Regions from separate parts of the Mus musculus genome. Here all the other regions are linked to region 2. The links are chromatin contacts, called in public Hi-C maps. All regions are on one chromosome and are shown on one strand. The core of a region is the stretch at or near the end of the contact, and the rest is flanking DNA. Distances in the headings are between cores, read along the strand shown. Region 1 has its middle 240 kb from the start of Gm40217. Region 2 has its middle 120 kb from the start of Gm29922. Region 3 has its middle 66 kb from the start of Gm29922.

Region 1 (4,248 bases), core at 583-3,082, 170 kb before region 2:
ACACACGCACATGCACACATGTGCAAACACACACATGCACCATATATCCACATAGTAATAATTAATATAAATTAAGTTAATAAAAATAAGAAAGACTTCCAGGCTTGGTAAAGAGAACACTGCTAAGAATTAAGAGACTTGAGTCTTGGCCTTACACATGCCAATAACTCTGTTCTTCAATGATCTTGTGTGTGTGGGGGGTGTTCTTTAATTTTCTGAGTCTAGTTTCCCTATCTATCACATGCAGGGACTGTATGAAACCAGTGGTCACCACTAGTTTCCTTGGGCAGTGGTGATTTTCTTCTTTAGGATCACTCATGCCTGCAGGACTGAGTACAGGCATCCAGTGGGCAGAAACCAGAGATGTGGCTGATCATCCCACAGTGTGTCCAACAGCCACACGTGGTGGATAATTCTGTCAACTTGACAGCTCACTAGTGAGATCTACCTTTAGATATGTCTGCCAGAACCTTTCCAGAGAGGATTAGCTAAGCAGTCAAACACTGCTCCCAGGCCCCTCTTCATGTGGGCAGCAGCACCCCACAAGCTGATGCTAGCATCTTAGGCTGTACACAAAGGGAGAACAAGAAAGCCTGCTGAATGCCAGCACTGCCTCCCTTCATCCTTTCCCACTGGAATGTAAGAAACCCAGCTGTCTCCTGCTGCTGCCACCAAGGATCAGATAGGATCACCTCCATACCTTCCCTGCCTTGATGGATCAGAATTCTTCAAACTGTAAGCCCAAATAAATCTTTCCTCTCTAAGTGGTTTCTTGTTAAGTGTTTGGTCACCTAACAAAAGCTCACCCCCTAACCAAGAACTGTTGTAAAACAACACTAGTGTTCATGTTGTGAAACCAAGACTTGGTCCTTCCACTTCCAGAAATCTGAGTCTTTAGAATTGTTTTTCCAGAAATTTATCTAAAATTCAAATGACTTCTTGTTTCTGAATCACACGTTCCTCCTTTGTGAAACAAAACAAAACAAACAAACAAAAAAAAAAACTAAACAGCGTAACCCTGAAGATTCTTTTGGCTTTAAAAGTATCAAGCCTGTGATTAACAGGGGAGTAGTGAAAATAAATGCTATGGTTTTAAATCTAAGATAATGCAAGTCATTTTACATTTTTGTCTGATTAAAACCAGTGCTGAGCAAGTCCTTAATCCCCACAGGAGAAGTTTGCAAACTTGAAGCCTGTCGTGAACTGAACCCAGTCTACAGATTCTTTTATTTATTGTTATTATTTTTATGGCCAATAGTGTATGTTAAAATTTTGTGAATTAGGGGCCAACAATGAAAGATGGAGTATATCCAGTAAAAATACAGACTTTCAACCTTCCTTCCTTCCTTCCTTCCTTCCTTCCTTCCTTCCTTCCTTCCTTCCTTCCTTTCTTTCTTTCTTTCTTTCTTTCTTTCTTTCTTTCTTTCTTTTGCCGGAAGACCTATAAACTCTGGCCTTCATTTTTGCATGACAGTGGTTAGGTCAAACTAAGAAAAGCTGTCTTCTAAATTCCCAGATCACCAGAGATCTTGCCTCACAGGTTTGGATCCCACCTGATTACTTTTCATTTGTTTCTATCACCTACCTGAGTGACCCCTCTACCAAGAGATTTACTATTTGTATTCTACAATCAACAGTGAGCATGTGGAATACCCAGAAACGCACTCCCTAAGCACTTAGAATTGTGTAATCTCAAAATAAAATAAATGACGTTAAGTGTGTGAGTTGAGTCCAAGCAGCCAAGGGGAGGTCAGAGTAGAGAGAGAAGGCTTTTCGATGCCTGTGTGAAACAAAGTGCTGAGATTTAATGACAGTGTGAGGCAATGGTGTTCTGTGTCTGCCAACTAGCGAATTGTGGTCCCGAGCTAGCTTATTGGGAGTGCAGTGAGCTGATGGGGCACTGGCCAGTCCCATTCTCACTGATGTACATGTACGTCTGAATCATCACACTTGTTTCCTGGAACAACATTTCATGTGCTGCTTTAACGAGGATTTGGACAATAGATTCATGAGATGACTTGGAATAGCTTCCCGTGAGTGAGATTCCAAATCTGGAGCCGTTGATTCTGGAGAACAGATGACTTGGGAGGTAAGGAGGGGCTCCCCCCAGATACTGGCAGCACTGTCTTGAGGGAGAACAGGTAAGCATCATGCCTTCCCACATCTCCTCAGGCTTGCCTTGAGCTCATTGTATAGCCTGATACCCACTGAAATTCTCTAGTCTCCCAGTGTTGGAATATTAGGTGTGTGCCACCATACCTTAACTTAGATGGGAAGCTTGGACTGTTGCCTGGCTGTATCTTACTATTTAGAAAACTGGATCTTCTATGCAGGTCAACATTCCAAGGGGGATGTATAGCTCTGTTGTGTTCGTTAAGAACCCACATATGTGCACATTTAGGCCCAGCTTCCCTTTTTGCTACTGTGAGCTCTTGTTGACGACTTACCTCCTCACAGCGGTACTCTCTTATTTGTAGATAATGGGGGTGTCACTCTTCTGTTATGGTTATTGTAAACACTAAAGAAGACATTTTATGTAAATGTACTTGTCTCTGGGCTTCTCAGCACTATTGACATTTTAGGTTAGGTATCTTACTCTTGTGGGAGGCTGATTTGTGTATTATGGTATGCTCTGTCCTCTTCCACATAGCGGTGACAATAGAAATTATCTACACACTTGCCAAATATCTGTTGGAGACACAATTTCCCTCTCATTGAGAGAAATTAACTTGTTTTTAGCTGACAGCTGGTGCCAAATGCTGGATATGCAAGTGAGGCCATCTGAGACCTGCAGTCAGTCAGTTTCCTGGCAGAATGCACACATATGAATGAGCCTGCCAAAACAAAACAAAACAAAACAAAAAACCAAAAAACAAAACAGAAAAAAAACACCAAAACACCAAAAGAACCATCTGCATAAAACTGTGAATCTTAGATGTCATTTATTATACCACGTTCACATTCGTTCTCCCTTCCTGCTGTCCTGGCCATGTTTCTTCTTCCATTTGCTTCTCCAGTTATTTCTCCATTCTGCTTTCTTATTACATCAATGCCTTTACTCTACTTCCTGACTCTCTTAAGATCTCTTCCTTCTCTCTCATTATCCCCTATCTGGAATCATGACCTAAAACAACACACATATATAAATATACATATATATAAATATATACATATAAATACATACATATATACATATGTCTATAAGTAATACAAATGTAAAGACACACACACACACACACACACACACACACACAACTTTAAGTCTAGGTTCTACCTAATCAGAGAAAAGATGAAGCATTTGTCTTTCTGAGCCTTGTTTATTTCACTTAACACTGTGACTTCTAGTTCTAATCATTTTCCTGCAAATGTCATGACTTTTGTTTTCTTTTTGGCTGCATAAAACTCCATCGTATATATGTATCACACTTTCTTTACACATTACTCTGTTGACTGATATTTCAGTTGGCTCTGGGAACAGTACAACAAGAAAAGATGTGTATTACATCTGTGGTATGTACCTGTAGAGTCCTTCAAGTATATACCCAAGAGTCATAAGGCTGAGTCACATGATAGTTCTGCTTTTCGTTTTTTGATGAATTGCCCCTCTGATTTCTACAGTGGCCACACAGCTGTCTATCTCCAAGTGCAATAAATGCTCATTCCTCTTTCTCTACATCCTCACCAGTGTTTGTTATCTTTTTTCCTTGTGATAGCCATTTGACAGGGAAGAGTGGAAGCATAACACACTTTTAATTGCATTGCTTTGGTGTCCAAGGATGATGAACACATTTCAAAGAATTCGTTTATTATTATAGTTCTTTTGAGAACTATCTACTCAGTTCATTTGTTATAAGATTATTTAGATTTTTGGAGTTCAATTTTTGCAGCTCTTTATATAGCCGAGATATTAATAATCCTGTCTGATGTGTAGTTGGCCAAGATCTTTTTCCCGTTCTGTCGGATTGTTGTTGGTTGCTTCCTTTGCTGAGAACTGACAAGTGGGACTTTTGAGTCTCACGTAGTCTCCCTTGTTAGTTCTCAGCATTCTTTCCTGAGGATGTGATGACTTTGGAGAAATCTTCTCATCCACTCCAGGAACCATTTCCTTTGGAAACCGAAGAGCCTTTTAGAAAGCTGGACAAGGGGCTTAGAGTCAAGGTTGAGCAAAGAGCTGAGAGAACTCCAAGGCCTCATGTGAGGGAAGAGTTGGCCTGCACTCAATGAATATTTATTGTCCTTAGGGTTGGA
Region 2 (4,826 bases), core at 161-2,660:
GGCACCACTAAGCACAGACAGAGAAGTTGGGAGAGAAAAGCAGAAGGGGTATAGGAAAGGAACTGGTCAGGGAAGAAAGGGTGGCTTTTATCAAAACACACTACTTGTGTATGAAATTCTCAAATAATAATTCAAAATGTCAATAGAAAGTTTAAAGCATCACTCTCATTCAACTAATTAGATTTCCCAATTCTAATTATGTGTGTATCACTTTTGTGAGTTTGTTGATGCATGTTTATACCAGTTACATCGGCATTTTTTATGCTTTCTTTTAACATGCGTAATCATTTTAATCACATAAGTGTGTTTTACAAGGACACTTTATATAGCTCTCATGGGGAGAAGATTAGCATGTCCATAAAGAATCATGAATGGCAAAGACAACCACAAAATTACAAAGAAAATAACATCGCTCGCTAATGCACCGCTGCCTGGTGCTGGAGTTGGAGGTGTTCTTTATGTATCCTCTACTCCGAAATGGGGTGGGGGTGGTAGGGGGTGGAGGTTGGAAGGCTATTATGCAGCTTGGTGGTAAAGTACTTGCCTAATGAATTAGGAGGATCCTGGGATTAATCCCCATATTCAGACAGGTGTTAAAGACCAGTACCATACTGACAGATGAGCCAAGATAATTATTCATGGAATAGTAAAACAGTTCTCTCCTTCCATGACCTCTTGTTATCAATCACCCCAAGCCATTTGGCATTCTCCTGGAATCAAATACCCCCTGGCTGGGTATCTACTGAGCTACACCCCCTGTGAAATTCTCCACATACTGATTTAGCCAACATCTGCTCTCAAGATATCAAAGAGTATGTCCGTTACTGATACATTCTTTAAAGACAAAGGTCAGCTGTGGCCTTTGAGGTTTTTGGTGGACCAGTGTAGAAGAAGAAAGGATGAAGCAGCCAAAATCTCTATGCTTGCAGTATTTTATGAGATTTATAAAAAAAATTTCAAAGATCTATTTTTTTTTAAAAATAAGCCTTGTTGATTGGGAGGGCACCTCATGACCTTAACTGGACTCATAAAAGCTCAGCCATCCTCATAGAATCACTGTCCCCAGGCCACCAAGGTGTGCTCACCAAGATGGATCAAAGGGACAAGTGCAGATGGTAGTTGCTAGGCATGGAAGAGGGAAAAATAATCCTTGCAGCCTGTGGCTTGCAATGGAAGAGAAGCTGCAAAGACTCAGAGGGAAGGGCAGAGGCGAGCACAGTTAAGCAGAGTTGAAAAACATTGTTGGCTGTTCCACAAAACCCAGCAGAGCCCTGATCATCTCTGGAGTGGGAGATTTAAAAGGTCAAAAACCCAGAGATGGGATTAAAGTCCCAAGCAGTTTTATGGGCCAAGCAATGATTCAAAGGATGAGCTGGCTAATTCCCATCACACAGATGAACAAGGGGACTGAGGAGTATCTAACCTACGAGGACGTGCATTAACCCAGTCTGAATGACTTACTGTTACCATATTTGGGCTAACTTCGAGTACAGGAGAAGAGTGAAAAATGAAGAAAAACAAGCTTCCCCATAAAAAGGAATCGTAGAACTTCATGTCCCAGCAAGTGGGTAAAAATGTTAACATTGCTTTTTTATGGCCTAATAAATGTCTTTCATAAAAATTGTTGAAAACATACTCCCTAGATCTCTTTATTAGAAAGAATAACATATTATTGATCAAAAGGAGAAGTTGATCAGGAAAGAGGGTTAAAGGGATGGCAAGGCTTGGAAAATATCGACCATCTTTTTAAACTCCATGGACCAGTAAAATAAGAATTTTATACATGTGATAGAAATAGGTCCAGAGAAATGAAGTTACTTATCTGTTGGTTGGAAGTTAAAAGATGCAGACATCCAGACTTAAAACCTGTCTAAATGGAAACCTCTCCCACCCAACCCTCAAAGCTTCTCTAACTCCCTACAGGTGGCATGTGTCGGGACAATAGTAATGGCCCATGCCTGACTGGTACCCATATCTAAATTTTTAGGAATTCACAGGTTAACTATGTAAGCAACACTTAATGATGATGCTGAGCTCCATTTTTAGAACATTGTGGAACTTTATGGATCATGACATGACAGTCTGCCCTGTTTTACAGATAGCCACATAAAGCTCAGGCAAGGTATACCAGATGGCTGGACTAGCAGGCGGTGGCCTTGTTCATTCACTTCCCACTGCATGTTAGTAAATTCTGACAGCACATGTCCAAGAAGAGTGTAAGTGATTTCCACCAAATGCCTTTCGTTGGGGTTCATCTATAATACTGGAATAATTAGTTTTCTAAAGTGAATTGCTCTAGGGAAATTGAACTTTTCAAAGTAGAATTTAGACTGACCTTGTCTTTGTTGTCATGAATTCAAGCCAATTTGTAGTCAATCACTGTACATAGTGAGAATGCCTCAGTTAAATATCTCACTTAGTGGGCAACAATAGGAGGAATTTAGGAAACATATAGCTTTTGTATAGTCTTTGTCACCACAGTGGTCATAGTGTCTCATGGCATGATCAGATAGGCATAGGACATGTATATACAAACCCCAGGAAGCAAACAATGAAAAGTGGGAAAGATAATTAAATATGTATCATATTAATTCTAAAATATTTGTTTGTCTATGAGGTTATACAGATACCGAGGATAATGAGGATAATTCTCCCCAGTGAATCACTGTCTTCAGTCCTCCAAGTGTTCATATTAATGTGTCCAATTTAATGTGTCAATCTCAATATCTATATTTATATATATTCCATATATTTCACTTATATGATATATTCCGTGTGTGTGTGTGTGTGTGTGTGTGTGTGTGTGTGTGTGTGTGTGTGTGGTGTCTCAGAGGGAATCCCTGCATGAGGTTGAAATTTCAGACTAGTACAGCCAGTATCTTAGTTAGGGTTTTATTGCTGTAAAGATACACCGTGACCAAGGCAACTGTTATAAAAGCAAGCATTTAATTGGGGATGGTTTACAGTTTCAGAGGTTTGGTCCATTTTCATCATGGTGGGAAGCATGGCATCTTGCAGGCAGAAATGGTGCTAGAGGAGCTGCGAGCGCTAAGTCTTTTCCTGAAGTCAGCCAGGAGACTGTGTATTTTCACACTGGGTATAACTTGAATATTTGAGACCTCAAACCCCACCTCCACAGTGACATACTTCCTCTAACAAAACCACACTTCCTCCAAGAAGGCCACACCTCCTAATAAAGCCACTCCCTACGGCCAAGCATTCAAACTCATACCTATTCAAACCACCAGAGCCAGCCAGCAGGCAGATGCACTAGAAATAGCAACATCCCTTCATTATCCTCTGGATCTGTGTAACTCACAGACCAACAAACATTTTAGATTAATATGCTCCAGATTTAATTATTTTTTCCGCGTTTCATTGTTTGATTCTCTAGTGTTTGCCATAATTTCCAACATATTCCACATTCTTTTGGAACTACACGATGGTTTGATTAAGTGTCTCTCTATGACAGTGCTTCAAGGTCAGAAATAGGATGAAGGGATGGAAGTTCTGGAAAGCCAGCCTCTTCACCGTTACAGACTAAGAACTATTGGAAGTATTAAATACAGGCCAACAACAGACCGACACCAAAGTAGTAAATTCCCTAAAACTGGTGGCTATTGCTTATGTATTAAATAAAGACTAGACTAAACAACACTCATGCTTCCTGTGAACGCAGGGATTCTATAATTACAGAGAGCAACAACACCAACAAGAGAAACTGCAAATCTGCACATCCAACCTAGAAGGGAAAAGGTTTGTTTACAGCTCCCCAAGGCTGCCACATGGGCCAGCACTGAGGAAAATACTTTGTGGTGAAATTTTCTAAGGCAAAGCCGATTGAGACATCCTGTTATTTAGCAGGTCTAAGTGTAAAAGGTCACTATGTCTTAGATTAGGGAGCCAATAACCAAACAAGCTTGCTCAGGTAAAGTTCCACATTGTTCTTAGAAAGGGCCCAATGGAATGTGTGTAGAAAAGGTAACATTCAAAAGTACTCTTCCATGAAACAAATGCTGAAGACGAGGAAAGCCGAGAAACATTTCTAGCCCTCTGGAAGGTTGTGTAGCAAAAAGTCAACAACTGGTACATTTGGATGCCTGCACCATTACTGGGAAACTGAACCCCCAGACACCAGAATACTATGGTAGACTCGGAAATATCTACAGGGATTTGTTCTTGATGATTAAAATAAAATAAAGTATAAGATAATGTCGTCAGAAGAGCAATTGATCACTTATCCTCTGCTCTGGGACATTGCTGGCTATTAGGATGTTAGTTTCTCCCTACCCCCCCCCCACCTAACCCCAAAAGCATAGAAAACTTCCTGCTGGATGGTTGTGAGAGCAGCCAGGAGTCACAGAGGGAGAGACAAGTGTGGAGTTGTTTCATTTCTTAGTAACTTTCCAAGTGTTTTCTGCAAGCTGGGAGTGGTGGATGGAACTGACTCCCTTGTCCTTGTGTCCAGTGTCCATCCTTCAGGGCTTCCTGGCACCAACATCCTGAATTTTCTTCAGAGAGCCATCCAATCTACATTTCTACCCAGTGAAGTTGAGCCCGCATCTCGATTCAGCTTCTGCTTTTAAAGCTCTCACTGGTGCAGGGGAGAGCCAGAGGCTAAACTCTGGGCTGGGCAAGTAGGAGATGAGTTTCCTGGAGGCTTCTGGGCAAGGAGCATACATCATATCCTGGGAGTCGCCATTTTTCCTGCTGAAGAGTCTGAGAAGCATATGGCCCTAGACCTGTGGGTAGTCTTGTTTTCAACACAAGAAATGCTTCATAAAGGCAACATTGACACTGGGGAACATGTTATAGGCAGAGCAATG
Region 3 (4,695 bases), core at 1,864-4,363, 190 kb after region 2:
CTCTCTCTCTCTCACACACACACACACACACACACACACACACACACACACTTCAGTGGACTGTTATCTTCGACACATCTGTCTACAGAGCACTTCCTGTTGCCCATTTCCTGTCTCCCTGCCACAGGCATCTGGTGAGAGACACCCAGCAGTTATCCCTCCCTAACTTGACTGACTCAGGAAGCCATCCTTGTTCTTACAGTTGTTTAGGTGAACTTGGGTTCTGCTTCACCAATCCAAACATGTTCCTCGGCAAAGCTGAGCTCACAGTCTCAAATCTAGATCCAGGATACAACAACCTCTGCTTTGCAGTGTGGTTTTCCGGGCTTGTTCAGCCATTAATAAACTTGTTATTTTATGTTCTGTTTTTCTGTGGATTTGCATGGCTCCCCAGAGGGAGGAAGCTTAAGGCTGGGAATTCAACCTCCAGTACCTAAGAGTGTTTTGCTTCACAGTATGTGGTTTTAGGCCACCTGTCTTCTCAAAACTTCAGGCTCACTGAATGGTAGGAAAGAGAAACCAAACACAAGGCTCTTCCCCAAAATTTGGAAAACTGCATGCTAGAAACTTGGTGAATAACTCTCACATGAACTTGGTAGGTAGACCCTGTAGATCAAATGACTGGCTCTAAGAGCCTGTGTTTATTAGCTGGCTCTCAAATAAGAATCCATTTCAAATGGGCAGCTACACAAAGACTTAAGTTCAGATCACAGAAAACCATCCCCTCACTCGCTCTACAACCTTAGGCGCTGGCTCTCCCTGAACACTAGTTTCTTTAACTGTATCTATTTGCAGGATTGCCAAACACTTATATGAAGTTTGGGATCCACAAATGTGTAACTAGTAAATATATGATAAATAAAGTGTCAAAAGGAAAGAAAATTATCAACTCTGAAGGGTTTAATGGAAAATGGTGAGATATTCGTACACGGTAAAGGTCCAAATAAACCCTTCAATATTCACCTGGATTCTAGAGTGAAGACATGCATCTATGCACATGTGTGTGCATATGCTCCCCCCACATACACACACACACACATGTGCACACACACATACATATACACACCCACACATGCACACATATAGGAGCATGCATGCGCACACGTGTACACACACACACACACTCACACACGCGCGCGCGCACACACACACACACAGATTTGGCTGTGCATATTCATCAGTCCCATGGCTGCAAAACAGAACACAGCCTATTCTAGCCCAACCATCTAATGCATCTGAGCTAATTCTGATTTCTCCAGTTAATATCTCCCCAAATCCTCAAGCCAGCCCTGTGTTTCCATAACTGGAGGATACCAAGTCTACCACGGCCTCTGCAAGGGGCTTAAATGTGCAAGTGAGCCAAGTTTTGTCTCAGAGCCTTGGCTGCATAGAGAGCAATATAAATAGAGCTCATTAGTTGCAGACACAAAGCATTCATATAGGAAACTGTCCCTAAAACAAAATCAGGGTGCGTCCGTGCTAGAAGGCAGGAACCACATATATCCAGACCAAGGCCTTCTATAGACAACAGCATGCCCAGAGAGAGGAAGCAGCTGACTTCTGGTCCGTGTCTCCAGTTTCCGACTACATCTGGAGCAGGGAACTAGCTGGAAGACAGCACAGATAGAGATCTAGTGCAACCCAAGCAATACTGTTGGGCTGGGGAAAGGTCTAGAAGCTACAACAAGAACTTAAAAATATCTTCCCTATTGCAGATGAGTTCTGGGCCCCGAGAGAATATGGTATTCCATACAAGTCCCAGGGTTCATCTTCCCCACAGGGACAGTGCAGCATGCACTTGGAGGTTGGGAGGGGAGATGGTTAACAAGCTCTCACTCTAGAGATGGTTATTTCCTAGGAAATCATGTGGCAGGTTCGATGTAGTTCTCATGACTGTCCATAGAAATGGACACAGCCATGCCAAGTGATAGAAGAGGGGACAGAGAAGCAAGGGGCACCTAGGATCCAACTTGTCACAGGTGAAGCAGGTGGCCCCAGCTGAAGGCCAAGCTGTTGAACAAACCCACCCCCACCCCCCCCACCCCCGCATGAGGTAGCATCTCCTCATTCTTTCTCTAGAAGAAGGCAAGATATTTGCTTGCTCTGATCATTTAAGAGAATATTATTTGTATGCCATGGTATGTTCTAAGTCTGATTCCTCCATGTTTTTCTAGGCTGAAGGCAGATACTAGGGTGCTCCAGAAGGAAGCAAGGGAGAGAAAGAGAGAGAGAGAGGGAGGGAGGGAGGGAGGGAGGGAGGGAGGGAGGGAGGGAGGGAGGGAGGGAGGGAGGGAGGGGAATAGAACAAGAAATCCTTCCTTGGCTCCCACATCTCTTCTTTATGTTCTAGGATCAGCTCAACACAATAACGATCATCAAATGTACACAGCTCTCAGCTTTGGTTAAATACTTTTGTGTTCTTTGAGCCCTCTGATCGCCCTGTGAAGGGAAAAGGGATCCTACTTCATGAACGCTGTCATGAGTGGATCACCTCTGGAGGCTTGCCAAGTTCTAACAGCTGCGAAGGCTGTGAAGTGTGAACCTGGCCATAGCCTGGCCCTCCGGAGGTCTGTTTCCACCTGTCTCCTCAAATAAAAGAGCTGCAGGCTGTGGATGAGTGGTGGTCGGCCTGTGCATGACAAGGAAGAATTTGGTTCAGTGTGGCCTACCAAGCTCTGCCCCCACAGTCAGGGCAGTGACTAGCTTTAAAGGAACACAGGCAATATGACAGCCACACAGCTGTGCAGCTTGAGGGGTCTGGGAGCCTCCTGGTGACACCAAGGCTGCAACCCTCAAGGCCTGCAGGAGCACAGACAGAGGGGCCCACACTGTGAGCTGAGACCTCTGAGCCACATCTAGGGTCACAGCAGCCATATGGCATCCCGAGGCCACAGCAAAGAAGAAGACAGGGCAAACCTCCGGTCTGTCCCATCCCTTGAACTTTCCATAACTTCTCGACACCAACAATTAGGACTCCTATTGGATCTGATCAAACCTGAACACTATTCAGGAAGCTTGAGGCTATTGGTGCAAGGGGCTCGTACAGGTGGGGACTACCCCAGGTCCCTAGGAGAGGAAACACAGCACCCCGTACCTCAGCAGCACTCTGGTACATCTGGACTTTCTCCTTCATTCCTTGGCGCTGTGCGAGTTGATGAGCTGTGGAGCACAGCCAGAGTGTTTTCAGAACTGTTAGCTATTATGTCCTAAAAAATAATAAATTGCATGCAGTGATCTGCTTCTTTCTTTCAAAGCAACTGCAGAGCCAAAACCCCAGGCTCTCTCTAGGGCACACATTGCCTGGTCATCAATGGGGGAGGGGGATCTATATCCCCAGATACCCCCACTTAATCTCAATTCCTCACTCAGCACCAGATGCGAGTCCTCTTGGTCCCCTGATACCGTGACACCCTTACAGGCTTCTCAAAGCCCTGTTGGCAGAGTGAACTGAGATCCCAGCCGTAGGCAACCCTCTCCTCAAGACACTGGCTCTGAATAGATTATTTCAGATCATAAAACGTACTGATCCAACAAGCTCAAATCCACAAATAACAGGCTGTCCAGTGAGTAGGGAAGTTACCATTGTGTCAGCTAGAAAAGCCTGCTCACCGTATGCCTTCTGCTTTCTACTCTTTTCCACATCTGCCTGACAACTTTCTCTCTTGTCCCACCACCTCCTCCTTCCTCTCCCCTCTTCCCTCTTCTTCTGTCTTCTCCCCCACCCCCGTTCTCCCCTCCCATATCTCCCTATTATCTCTATTATCCCTCTCCTTTCCAGGCTTCATGTTGCCCCCACACACACACCAGCCCAATGCATACCTCTCTGCCTTTCCTTCTTCACTTTAGAACCCTTGGGACAGCTCTGTAGCAAACAAAGTTTGTGACTGCCCCCCAACACACACACACACACACACACACACACACACACACACACACACATTAGAGCTGGGGCATCTTCAGTGATGCTGTTTAAAACCTATTGCTTACTATTTGGCTGAGGCCACAGTTTTAGTAGGGGTGTTAAAAGCTGACCACTAGCTGATAGATACACAGTTTCAGACCCAGAAATGGAAATTCTGGGCCCAACATGTCTGGGATATTAGTGTATTAAAAAGCATAAGAAGGGCTGAGACTATAGGTCAATGTAGAGATCTTTCCTGGCAAGATCTGTGTGAGCTCCTAGTTTACTTGCCAAGCCTGAGAACAAACAGAAACAAAGAAAGGGGGTTGAGAGATTGCTCCTTAAGTAAGAACACTTACCATGACTGCAAGAGGACCTGAGTTCAAATCCCTAACATCAAGCCTATAAGCCCAGTGTTAAGGGCTTAGAATGGTTCCTCTAGGAGCTTGTGCCTAACTGAAACAGCAAGCTCAAGGCTCGGGGCTGTCCTAGTCAGGGTTTCTATTACTGGGATAAACACTGTGACTAAAGCAAGTTGGGAAGGAAAGCATTCATTTGGCCACATCACAGTGCATCATTAAAGGAAGTCAGGACAGGAACTCAAACAGGGCAGGAACCTGGAGGCAGGAACTGATGCAGAGGCCATGGAGGAGTGCTGCTTCCTGGCTTGCTCCTCATGTCTTGATCAATCTGCTTTCTTATAGAACCTAGGACAACCAGCCTGGGGTAGCACCACCCACAATGGGCTATACCCTCTGAATTAATAACTAATTTAAAAAATTCTCTATAGGCTT

The links. Hi-C and Micro-C count contacts between places; a contact is called where the count stands out from the background.
Region 1: a Hi-C map of uterus shows a contact between it and region 2, with 2.0 times the contacts expected there. The contact joins two enhancer-like sites. A contact is called at or near these places in 4 of 484 Hi-C or Micro-C datasets (liver, nephron progenitors and uterus).
Region 3: a contact with region 2 is called in a Hi-C map of uterus, with 4 times the contacts expected there. The contact joins two enhancer-like sites. A contact is called at or near these places in 7 of 484 Hi-C or Micro-C datasets (LSK cells, nephron progenitors and uterus), 1 of 115 datasets of contacts at active chromatin or transcription factors (large pre-B cells) and 1 of 9 other capture datasets (embryonic stem cells).

The regions. Positions count from the first base shown.
Region 1 is chr4:105,553,354-105,557,601 of GRCm38.p6, forward strand. No RefSeq gene overlaps it. Among named protein-coding and RNA genes, the nearest start is that of Gm40217, 240 kb to the left of the region's middle. Within about 2 kb of position 1,833, at least 17 of the 459 cell types and tissues checked have an H3K27ac peak or open chromatin away from gene starts, as enhancers often do. A contact at or near this core is called in uterus, where this site is marked.
Region 2 is chr4:105,721,206-105,726,031 of GRCm38.p6, forward strand. No RefSeq gene overlaps it. Among named protein-coding and RNA genes, the nearest start is that of Gm29922, 120 kb to the right of the region's middle. Within about 2 kb of position 1,411, at least 4 of the 459 cell types and tissues checked have an H3K27ac peak or open chromatin away from gene starts, as enhancers often do. A contact at or near this core is called in uterus, where this site is marked.
Region 3 is chr4:105,909,323-105,914,017 of GRCm38.p6, forward strand. No RefSeq gene overlaps it. Among named protein-coding and RNA genes, the nearest start is that of Gm29922, 66 kb to the left of the region's middle. Within about 2 kb of position 3,114, at least 11 of the 459 cell types and tissues checked have an H3K27ac peak or open chromatin away from gene starts, as enhancers often do. A contact at or near this core is called in uterus, where this site is marked.